2 separate regions of the Anas platyrhynchos genome follow, and region 1 is linked to region 2. The links are chromatin contacts, called in public Hi-C maps. All regions are on one chromosome and are shown on one strand. Each heading gives the region's core, a stretch centred on a gene start, on an enhancer-like site or on the middle of the called end of the contact. The rest is flanking DNA. Distances are from core to core; before and after follow the strand shown.

What was found. Hi-C and Micro-C count contacts between places; a contact is called where the count stands out from the background.
Region 1: a contact with region 2 is called in a Hi-C map of liver, with 2.4 times the contacts expected there. The contact joins the promoter of PCM1 here to the promoter of VPS37A in region 2. A contact is called at or near these places in 2 of 8 Hi-C or Micro-C datasets (liver and skeletal muscle).

What each region holds. Positions count from the first base shown.
Region 1 is chr4:21,365,761-21,371,188 of IASCAAS_PekinDuck_T2T, reverse strand. PCM1 (pericentriolar material 1) reads right to left here and starts at 3,751. Exons shown (of 40, transcript XM_072037156.1): 1 at 3,722-3,751. LOC119716759 (a long non-coding RNA gene) reads left to right here and starts at 2,538. Exons shown (of 3, transcript XR_005265366.2): 1 at 2,538-3,019; 2 at 4,129-4,518; 3 at 4,845-5,428.
Region 2 is chr4:21,040,185-21,045,433 of IASCAAS_PekinDuck_T2T, reverse strand. VPS37A (VPS37A subunit of ESCRT-I) reads right to left here and starts at 3,096. Exons shown (of 12, transcript XM_027456168.3): 1 at 2,881-3,096; 2 at 88-162. The coding sequence starts at 3,017. It overlaps CNOT7 (CCR4-NOT transcription complex subunit 7), which reads left to right and starts at 3,128. Exons shown (of 7, transcript XM_038179053.2): 1 at 3,128-3,270; 2 at 3,637-3,853; 3 at 4,161-4,354. The coding sequence starts at 3,737.

The sequences.
Region 1 (5,428 bases), core at 2,502-5,001, 330 kb before region 2:
CTGCTCTTAGGAAACAAACTATGTTTGAGGATCTCAATATTCCTCACTTTAAAAGTACACTGCAGAGAGCTTGCAAAGACTACTCTGGGATTCATCAAGCCTGCACTTTCAGGTCCAGAGTGGTGTCTATTCGATACTCGACCTCCAAAGTTGCCTCCTGGATGTCGAAGTTCTGAATTTGTTTCAATATTAAGAAGCTGACAGAGCACCGAAGGCAAGACATGTCGATACAACACACAGAAAATGGACATCAACAGTAAGTTTGCTATATTCTTTACTACAGGTTAAGGTATTTAAGCTGGTAATGCCATGCCACTTACATAATAGTTTCTAGGTAAATAAATGGTTTTCCTAGAGCTTTGCTGTTCTCATTAACTGTCTCATTCTGTGCAGATTAAGCAACCTATACCTTAGGAATTCTCACATCCTCTACTAGTTTTGACACAAACAGGAATTTTAAAAATTGTTAAAGCTGAAAGGTCAGAAACAAAGTATTCCTCTGTAGCACAAAAATTAGATTACCCTGCTCAACAGGAGGCAGAATACCTAGCTGTATGTACCATCAGGCTGCAACAAGAGCTGCATATCCTAACTACTGCTCACACAGGTCCACTGCTCACAGCTACAAACCTGCTCCTCATAACAGCTTTACAACACAAAGTTCTTTACAGAGGTAGAAGAGAGACCATCTTGTAAATACTTTCTCCAGGAAGGTTTAACTACAGTATTAGCCCATGATTGCCATTGTATCTTTAACTGAAAAACACAGAAAATTGACCGTTCATTTCTAAGCATTTTTCTACATCCTATCTAGTAGGAATTTTCACACCAAGACTTCACAGCATGCAGCTGAAGAAATCACCTAAAACTCAAAATTTTATGCAGCATCTAAGAAACATCTTTATAATCAGTTCCAGGATGGGGGATGGGGAGGAAGCTGACATTTAAAAGGCTGCACTAGTATACCTAAGTCATTTATATATATAGTATTTCACCAAAATCACACCGTACAGCTAACAACAGTAGGTGGAATTGCACAAAGCAGGATTTGGATGCAAACACACCTTAGTACTGCTACACCATTTAGAAAATGGGATCTACAAGGCATGCTCACCCCAGCACAACCACCTCTCCACTTGGCAGTGGATCACCCTCAGTCACGCTGACACACTGCAGGAGCAATTCAGCTTCTGCAGCCACAATCAGAACCACAATACCTGTATAATTACCGCCTGCTACTTTGGAAAGTGGCAGATCTGAGCCCCACTGCGCTGGCACACCCATCCATATCCCTTCTTTGTCCCACCACAAGCATTCACAAGTCCAAGCAATCAGAGGGTACCACCTATAAACTAGTCCAGCCAACTAACAAACCAAACAAGCAAAAAAACCCAGATGAGATAAGTGGATCAGCTCTCCAGTCTGGCTAGTCATATGGCTCTATAAGCTCTAGCTGTAGGCTTCAGGAAAGCAAATAAAAGCCAAGGCATGCCAAGAGCAAAACCAAGACAGATCTATACAAACACACCTTCTGGGCCACTTTCATCCAGGGGAACTGTCAGATTAATTTAGAAAATAAAAACATGATGCCCTTACACAGCGTGTTTGTTTACACGTGGAAATGCAACTATCCTAGGAACAGTTCACAGAGAAACTCTCCCACCAACTCCAGGCAAATTTGACAAGCACTCAAAGCAAAAACATAGTTATCAATTTAGCTTATTTTAGCAACAGCTGTTTTATAAACACTTTCTCCAGTTACAGAAGGCCTGTTCAGCTGTGCAAGACCCGACATTTCCACTGGCACTCCAACCTGACCTACACCGCTAAGCACAATGAGTTCATCTTGACAAGCTCGGAGACCATCTGGGTTCACAGCCAAATTCAGTAAGCCGTTTCCTTGTAATACCCTTATATAATTCTACTGAAACTGTAGCAAAGGTGATTTTTCCTACCTTCCATGCAAAACCAAGAAGCGGCAGTATTTATCTTCACATAATACAAATAAACGTTCACACTTATTTCATTGAAAATTTCCACAAAAGCTGTTTTCACCTATCCTTGTTCTAAGAGTTTCTAATCACTTATGAAGTAAGTTCACTACCACAGATGCAATATTCGGAAAAGTTTTCTCAAATAAGAACCCCAGGCTCACTCATTAGTATTGAGTATTCTACTAAATTTAGTATTCTACTAAATACAGCTCAAAAATAACAGCAACCTGATTACTTTCACCAAGTGAATTTTAAGAAAAATATATTAACAGAACCACGTCCTTCTCAGACACTAAGTCTCTAAGCATTCATATTACCGTTCCTCATGTTTCCAAATAAGTTATATTCAAATGGGCTTATTTTCTCTCTTCATTTTCTCTCTTCACCTCAGTTATAATAACATGGAAGCTCAGCCAGCTTTCTTCTCCGAAATAAAACTCTCACACAAGCAGCTGTGCCTCTTCTCCCCCACACTTCACCGATTTGTGGTCTGCCTTCCTTTACATTTCCCCAGCCGGATGAAATCCTCTCCTAAGAGCCCTGGTGCCCTCCCATCATCCCACTCCTGCATCCAGCAACCCGATCGCAATCTTAGCTCCTTGCACATTAGGGAATCTGCACAAAAGCTGTGCTTGAGCGTGTGCATGCTGCCTTACAATAATTATCAGGAACTTGAGGAAAATAATAATAATAATAATAATAAAATCCTCTCAAGTACATTTATTACAGTAAAAATAAGGTAACAGGGCAGATTATGGTCAAAACTTGTACCTGCCAGAGCGATTAGGATCACACACATTTTGTGCATGCTGCAGCAATATAAAAACTACTCTGAAGTATCACAGGATTTAATAATAAAGATATAAATTTAGATTTTTTATTTATTTTTTTCCAGTATTTTTATCTGCACCAGATCCGCCGGCACGTCTTCCCAACAGCACTCACCCCCGCTGCAACACCCCCCCAGAAAAACCCTTCAGCTTGCAACTTCGCCTGGAGAAAGGCAACAGCTATAAAAAAACCCGGTAAGAGCCCCCCGTGCCCTCAGCCAGCCCGGGGCCCGCCCCGCGGCCTCCTCCCGCCGCCGGGCAGCGCAGAGCGGAGCGGGCGGCCCCCGCCTGGCCCCACAGCCTCACCCCGCGGCGGAGGGGCGGCGGCCCCGGGCCCGGTCGTTGCTCCTGCCCCGGCCCCGGCCGCGGGCGTCGCCTTCCAGCAGCGGCGGGCTCTGGAGCGCGGCGCTGCCCGCGGGGCCTCACAGCCCGGCCCCGACCACCGCCGCCGCCGCCATCTTGGAGGCGCCGCCACAGTGCGGGAGGCGGGCGGGCGAGGCGGAGGGATCCGCACCGTTGCCGTGGTAACGCGGCTCGCAGGTGCCCTTCCGCGCTTGCGGGTGCGCCGGCCCCGGCCGGGCTACGTGACGTCAGGGCGCGGAGGACGGAGTTTCCCGCGCTTCTGCGCGCCTCTGGGAGGGGAGCCCTGCGCAGCGCGGTGGAAGGGCGGGACGGCTGAAACTCCAAGTCCCAGCGTGCACCGCGCGAGGAGAGCGCCCGCGCTCGTTCTATCTGGCCGCAACGCCTCCTGGGAGGTGTAGTTTTCCAGTCAGGGCGGCGCTCAGCGCGGTGGCGGGTTTAGCGGGAGCTGGCTTGGGGCCGCCGTTGAGGCGTCGGGCTCGTTTTGCTCCTAAAATAAAATACGCAAACTGTGATGAGCTCTATAAACGATTTTACCTGACTGGAAGAAGACTAGTAAAATCACGACGTCAAAACCACGAGGCTCAGATGACGTCCGGAGCCTTTATTTACGGCAGTTTCGCCTCACGCAGTGCTGTGCTCGTTTGGTCTCCTCCAGGAATTCCCAGCTAAAAATAGAGCAGGGGAAGCTGGAGGTCATTTCAGTCAGTTTCTGGTCGTTTTCTACTTTTTCTGCGTTGCTACTGCACGCTCTTAGCGACTTGCTTTAGGGCTTGCAGTTTACAGGACTGGGTTCCCAAAACTTTGCTGAGGAAAAAAAATAGGGAAAAACAAAAAAAGGGTTACCTATTTTTTAAAATGTTTTTAGTTTGTTTGTTTGTTTGTTTTTGTTTTTTGGTAGTATTTATGCCATCATTTACTGTTATTTTCCATTTCTTTTTCAGAAAAGCTGATAGGATTTGTATTTCAGTCATCGTGGTCCAATTGTCAGAACAAGGGAAAGAAGCTACCGTTTTCAGGATATGCATTGTGCTGGGCTCCAAGGCAGAAACATTAAGGATCTGAGCAATGCTCCAGGTTCGTGGTGGGCTAGAGGCATTCTACCGATACCACCTGGAGGTAGAGTTAAATCCCCAGTCATTAATACTTGTGCCGATGTTTTTTTGCTCCAGCAAAAATCTAGATGGCACATCAATCCCTCTCTAATTTAGAAAGGGAACAAAATCACTGGAAAAAAATCTGTGAAACAAAAATACTTCAATAAAAATATTTTCTCCAGCAAATGCCCTGGCATCAAAGGAATAGCTCTGGACAGCACCAGATGTGTGTGGAAGGTGAGCTAAGCCTGTCAGTCAGCACAGCATTTTGCTCACATTCCTACCGTTGCAACATGCATAAGAGAAACATTGCAACATGCATATCCATAAGAGAAAGCACTTTAACGAAATTCTACAACAACCGTTTGGACACTCTACATATAAGGAATAGATATAATTCATCTGCATTGAAGCTCCACCTCTTATTTATCAGCTTTTTAAAGTTGTAATTGCAACTGATTAGTTATAATGTTAGAGTATCATAAAAGTTATATAGTGTGTATATAATATAGTGTATATGGTATTATAAAAGTTAAAAAAACGTCCTTTTATCCTGGCCTCAGGTACCATGTCTGGATATTCAGCACAGTACTGGCAATGTTGCTGTTGGCAGGATGCTATTGTCACAGTGGCATACCTCTCAATGCCCAGCAGGTGGAAGCAAAATTTAAGAGGAAAAAAAATGCCCTAATACAGTGATTACAATTGTTTTTGTCACTGTGGTTTGTTCTTAAAATACAGCTCATTCTTTGTTTCTTGAAAAAAAAAAAAAAAAAAGTCTTACATAAAAATATAATATGTTCTTAAGGAAAACCAATACATTAAATAGATATTAGAATGTTTTAGTAATAATATCTTTATTGTACTCTTCTATGTATCAAAACTGTATTTTCTCATCCTTAATATAGGATGTGATATATTGGTAGTATGGCTCTTCCAGAAGCTTAAATTATCATCACTCTGATTCCCACTTGACATTTGGAGAATAATTTTTTTCTTCTTTTTATTTTGCTGTCCCTCTTCTGGAGTTGGCTGCAAATTTGTTACCATATAAAAAATAGAAATAAAAAATAATTTAAAAGGTGCTTCAAAGAAATACAACAGTACCAGCTGCTCAATATCATTTTTTATTGTGTGTGGTAGACTA
Region 2 (5,249 bases), core at 1,847-4,346:
AAGATGCAACCCACTTATGTTCGATACTATATTTTGTGAGAACAGCTTAAATTTTCAAAATGTGCATAGAGGTATCTCTCTACTTACATGTTAATGTTAATTGTCAAGTTGTTTACAGTGAAGGGCAGTCGGTATTCCACATCTTTCTGAATTTCTGCAATGCTGTCAAAGAAGAAATTGTTAGCATCCAGTCCATGGTCAATATCACAGCCTTAGTACCTACAGCCTAAAAAAAGGCAGGACCTCAGACCTTTTTATTTAGCTTAGTTTTGAAAAGCCTTGTAACACTAAAATTAAAAACACTGGAATAAGTTAATACACTTCAGAATGCAATAATGAATAAGAATATTAAAGCAAAAAAAAAAAAAGCTGTAACCTTTAAACCTCAACATTATCACGAGCAATGCAAGTAGAGGCAGAGACATTGTGCTACCTACTGATCTGTCAGCACTCCCAACTTATCTTCCTCTTCGTGCTGGCTTAATATGTGAATCATATCAGTGCTTTCTTAACAGTTAAATCTTTTCCCGTAAACCATTTACTTTACCAATGCTTTTATAACTGGTTCACAACCAGATATTGCTCCACTACACTGCTTCCTAATCAGTGTTTAAAGCGTACACAGCAACACTGGGCTCACTTTCTTAATAGATGAATTTACTCTTTAATAGTATTTCTGTCTGCAACTCCTAAGTTCTATGCACTTATGCAGATATTTTAAAGGAGTTTTATCTGCAGAAGAGCTACTTGCCAAGAACTGGAAGGCCCTAATCCAGGGACAACCAAGAGACAGACCAGACCCCGTGAAACCATCAAACGAAGCACCACATGCCTTAGGAAATCTTACAAGACTTGATTCAAACATACTCCTCATAACAGACCAGTTACTGAGACAAATCTCTAAAAGCAGCTGCATTAAGAGGAAGTTGATTTCAACATTCAGGGCACGCTCTGATTTGCATGCATAGCAGGAATGTTTTGAAAGATGGCATCCCAAAGAATGTGGAGGAGGAGGAGGTGTAGAAGCTCAGAAGAATAATTTCCAAACAACGTAAACACACTGAGGCTGAGATCAGGAAAGAAAGGGCAGAAAATCAGCTTCATCTGGTAATGTCCCAATCAAAACATACTTGAAAAGCAGACTGATTCCTCTTCCACGTATTTTTCCTGCCTGCACCTGGTTACTACATTCTTCTCCCTCACCCCTCTACAGCTCCCTTGTGAGGGGAGAAAACAGCTGGAACTGGTAATCCTGGCACCTGGGTGTTTCCAGAAAGCTTCTTTTCTTTGCACCCACCTTCCGAAACAGCCCTCCATCAGAGTCCAGGGCTCTGCTACAAGACCCCCGCACAATAACCATCATCAATTCGTTCTTAACAGCAGAATTCTCCCTGGAATCTCTCATGCGTGTTCCTGCACTACAAGGATCTGTCACGCTCTTAAAAGCCAGCTACAAAATCATGTTGAGCAGGGTGCATAATCACATTCTCCTTACCTGGGCAACCCATAGCAACTAGGGAGGGAGAAGAGAAGCAGTAGGGAGAACACAAGAAACCCAGGATCTCCCTGAGCTGCCCAAACTCTTGTAACCTCCTTTGAGCAAACCCTTGGAACAACAAAGCTGGCTGTCCCTCCCCCAGGTGGGAATGGGTACAATGCAAAAAGGGCACATTCTTAACTTTGGCTAACACAAAAGCAAATACAAGAAAAGTATTTTTCTAATGCAAAAACAACCACCACCAAAATGACTTGATTTCGAGCTCCTAACATGAGGGATTTTTAATTAAATTAAAGCTACTTTAATGAAATTAAGATCACATGTACCAGGGCTTTTACTACCTAAAACAAACAAAAAAAGTTAGCTAACTCAGGGAAACTATACCATGCTAAGAATTGTATTTCCAGCATTTCAGTTGGGTTACACTAAGATGAATGACAAAATATACATGTGAGACAAAAACACACTTCAGCAGGGGCCTGATCAACAGGTAACAAAACCAGCCCAGCAATCTGACCTTGACAAAAAACTGATCACCTTTTTGAAGGATTTACCTCTGGGTGAGCTCACCACCCTGGTACAGGGAAAAGGGTGAGAATAAAGGGCTAAGTAAGGCTGGCCCAATATAAATGTTTAATTAGGGGAGCTGCTGCGTGGCTTCAGAAAGAGCTTCTTAGAGACGCAATCTGTTTTTCAAAAATATTTGTGAAAATGGCTCTGAACGGCTCTAAGTTTAAGCAAGCCACAATAACAAGCAATATTGTCATAGCTGTGCTTCCTGTGCGATGATTCAAAACATCAGGATGGTGAGCTGGCTGCAACTATCAGACCTGCAGGTGGGAGAGTTTCTCTGTAGTGAGTAAGGAGCTTCTCGCCGTCTTTTCTCCTTATGGATGGCTTTTGGAGGCATCGATCATTCCATGCCAATGGAATGAAGTCCTAGGGCTTGCTCAAGACGTAACAAGGAAGAGGTGGAGTGTGGATCTCGTTTTAAAAGATGAATAGCGATGAAAGATTAAAAAAGTCAGGCAAAACCAATGAGCACAGAGCCAGCTGAAGTTCCCCAGGAGAGAGCAGGGCCTCGTTTCAGGACGTGGGGGAGCAAACCCTGCGTGGTGCATGCGGGGAGCAGGCAAACAGCACAGGCTGCTGGCAAACAACCCGCAATTAACGCTGGGCGCCAACAAAGCAGCTCACAGGGCCAGCAGGGCTGCCACAGCACGGCTCGGCAGGGACCTCACAGGCCATTCAGCCCCACACCCTAGGGGGTCACCACAGGGACCCCCCCTTAGCACCGGCTGCCCCCAGCCCTGCTCTGGGCTCCCCCAACCCCCCGGTGCCGCTCCCCCCCCGCCCTTTCCTCCCCCCCGGCCCCCACTCACGCGGCGTGCGCGGCTCGCAGGGCCTCGATCTGCCGCTGCTTCTGCTGCTGGAGCCCGGTGCGGGCGGGCAGCGCCGCGGGGCCCCCGGAGGCAGCGCTGCCGCCGCCGCCCTTGGCGAGGGGGAACAGCCAGTTCATGGCGGCCGCCGCCACCACCACCCCCCCTCCTCCCCGTGACGTCACGCCCCGCGCGTCATCACCCAGCGCGGGAAAGGAGGAGGAGGAGGAGAAGGAGGGGGGGGAGGCGCGGCGGTGACGTCATGGCTGTGTGCGGGGGGGCGGCGCTCCCTGCCTGCTGCGCGCCCGCTCGCGGCTCCGTGGCCGCCGGGGCCGCCGCGGGGCCTCGCAGCGCCCGGCCCGGCCCCCCCCCGTCCCGGAGACGGCCCCGAGGGTGAGGGTGAGCGCGGGGCCCCCCCCTCCCGCACCGTGAGGCCGCGGAGGCCTCGCTGGGGGGGGGCCGGGCGCGGTGCGCGGCCTGCTCGGGGCCTAACGGCGGCCCCGCGGCTGGGTGCGTGGGGGGGGGGGGGCGAACGCCGCGCTGAGCCCCAAGGGTGTCCCCGCAGGGCGTTGGGTTGAGGCCGGGGGGCGTCCTCTGTGTGCTGGGGGGGTGCTGGGCCTCGCCTCGTGCTGCGGGGGGCTGGGGGCCGGGCCGTGCTGCTGCTCTGAGCCATTAAACACCGAGCCCTGTGCGTATCCCTAAGCTGTTCTCCTTCCCCTGCCTGAAGGATAAAAACCTAACGCTTTGTTTGTCTCTTAGGTGTAAAAAAAAAAAAAAAAAAGGGAAATAAGGTCGTCTTTATGACACGGATCCTCAGTCAAGTGTACCTTTTGATGTACGGTCACTAAAGCCCCCCACTATGCCAGCAGCTACCGTAGACCATAGCCAAAGAATCTGCGAAGTTTGGGCTTGTAACTTGGACGAAGAGATGAAGAAGATCCGCCAAGTTATACGGAAGTATAACTATGTAGCTATGGTAAGCGGGCACGTGTGCTGTTTATCTAGGAAGTTGCTGTAAAAACCACAACGATTTCATTTGATGTTAGTAAATTGTACCTTACCGAAGTCATTTATCAATCTGTCTTGGAAAAAAACAATGGCATTTTAATGATGAATTAACGCTTAGATGTTAAGATGCTGATCTGTTACCTCCAAAAGCTGTGCTCACTCACAGTGTTCCTTAGCCGTGAAATTGTTCGAGGCTTGAGATACACTTTACTAAAACTGAGCGCTGTGAGTTCTTGTGGGTGTCTCTTGTTAAAGTTTTCCTTCTGTTCTTACAGGACACAGAATTTCCAGGAGTAGTTGCAAGGCCTATTGGAGAATTCAGAAGCAATGCAGACTATCAGTACCAATTATTACGCTGTAATGTCGACTTGCTAAAAATAATTCAACTAGGACTGACATTTATGAATGAGCAAGGGGAATACCCTCCAGGAACCTCAACTTGGCAATTTAATTTTAAATTTAATTTAACGTAAGTGTTAAATCTCTAATTACGTAATTAGATGTATGGTTCTGACTTACTGATACCGAAAATGCACTACAGGCTGTGAAAATTTCAACTATTGTTACCTACCGATTGGAAAGCTTTATGGAAGGAGATTTTTGTCAGCCAAACGTGTGCTTTCTTGCCTCATTTGTGCGCTCTCTATCTTGCCGTTAGTAGTTTAATCAGAAACGCTAAACCGTTTCAACAGACGTTTTTAAATGATGCATTTATGTTCAGTGCAGAAGTTAGCTCTGCATTTTCATATTTAGCATTTCAAAGTACTTCTTCCTAAACATAGTTTGACTCCTACCAGTTGTTATAGAAGTGGCATGTTGTTTTTAATAATGTAGCAGCTTTTCTTGTGTTTTGTAAACAAACGTTGCTATTCATTACCCTGTTTAATTCTATAGTGGGTTGAAAGGGGATTCTTGATTTCAGAGCGTAATGCTTGCAGAGATTTCTGCTCCAGATTCTTTTTTTTGGTGTGATGTGGTGTTTGAAAAGCAAGCTTAATTTTCCTGTCGGTCAGAGTAGTATTGTGACTTCGTTTCAGAACATGCTTTTTGTCAGTGATAAACGTGTAAGTACGAATGTGACTTTCCCCACTGAATGAGACATGTATGTGGAGATCTAATTATATCTAGCAGCAGTTGACAAGGTTACTAAAGCAGCTAAAACAGTATCTTGACTGTTTTCCTAAGTAAACATAATTGGTCTGACAGGTTCTCATATGGCCTGATATAAGTATCAGAGCAAATGCTTCTCAAATTTAAATGTGTTGAAGGCTTGGGGATTTTTGGCAGCGTTACAGGCCGATCACTGGAAAACTTGATCTACATGAGTTAAATTTGCAGCCTACAAAGGAAGTTTAGAGAACTGG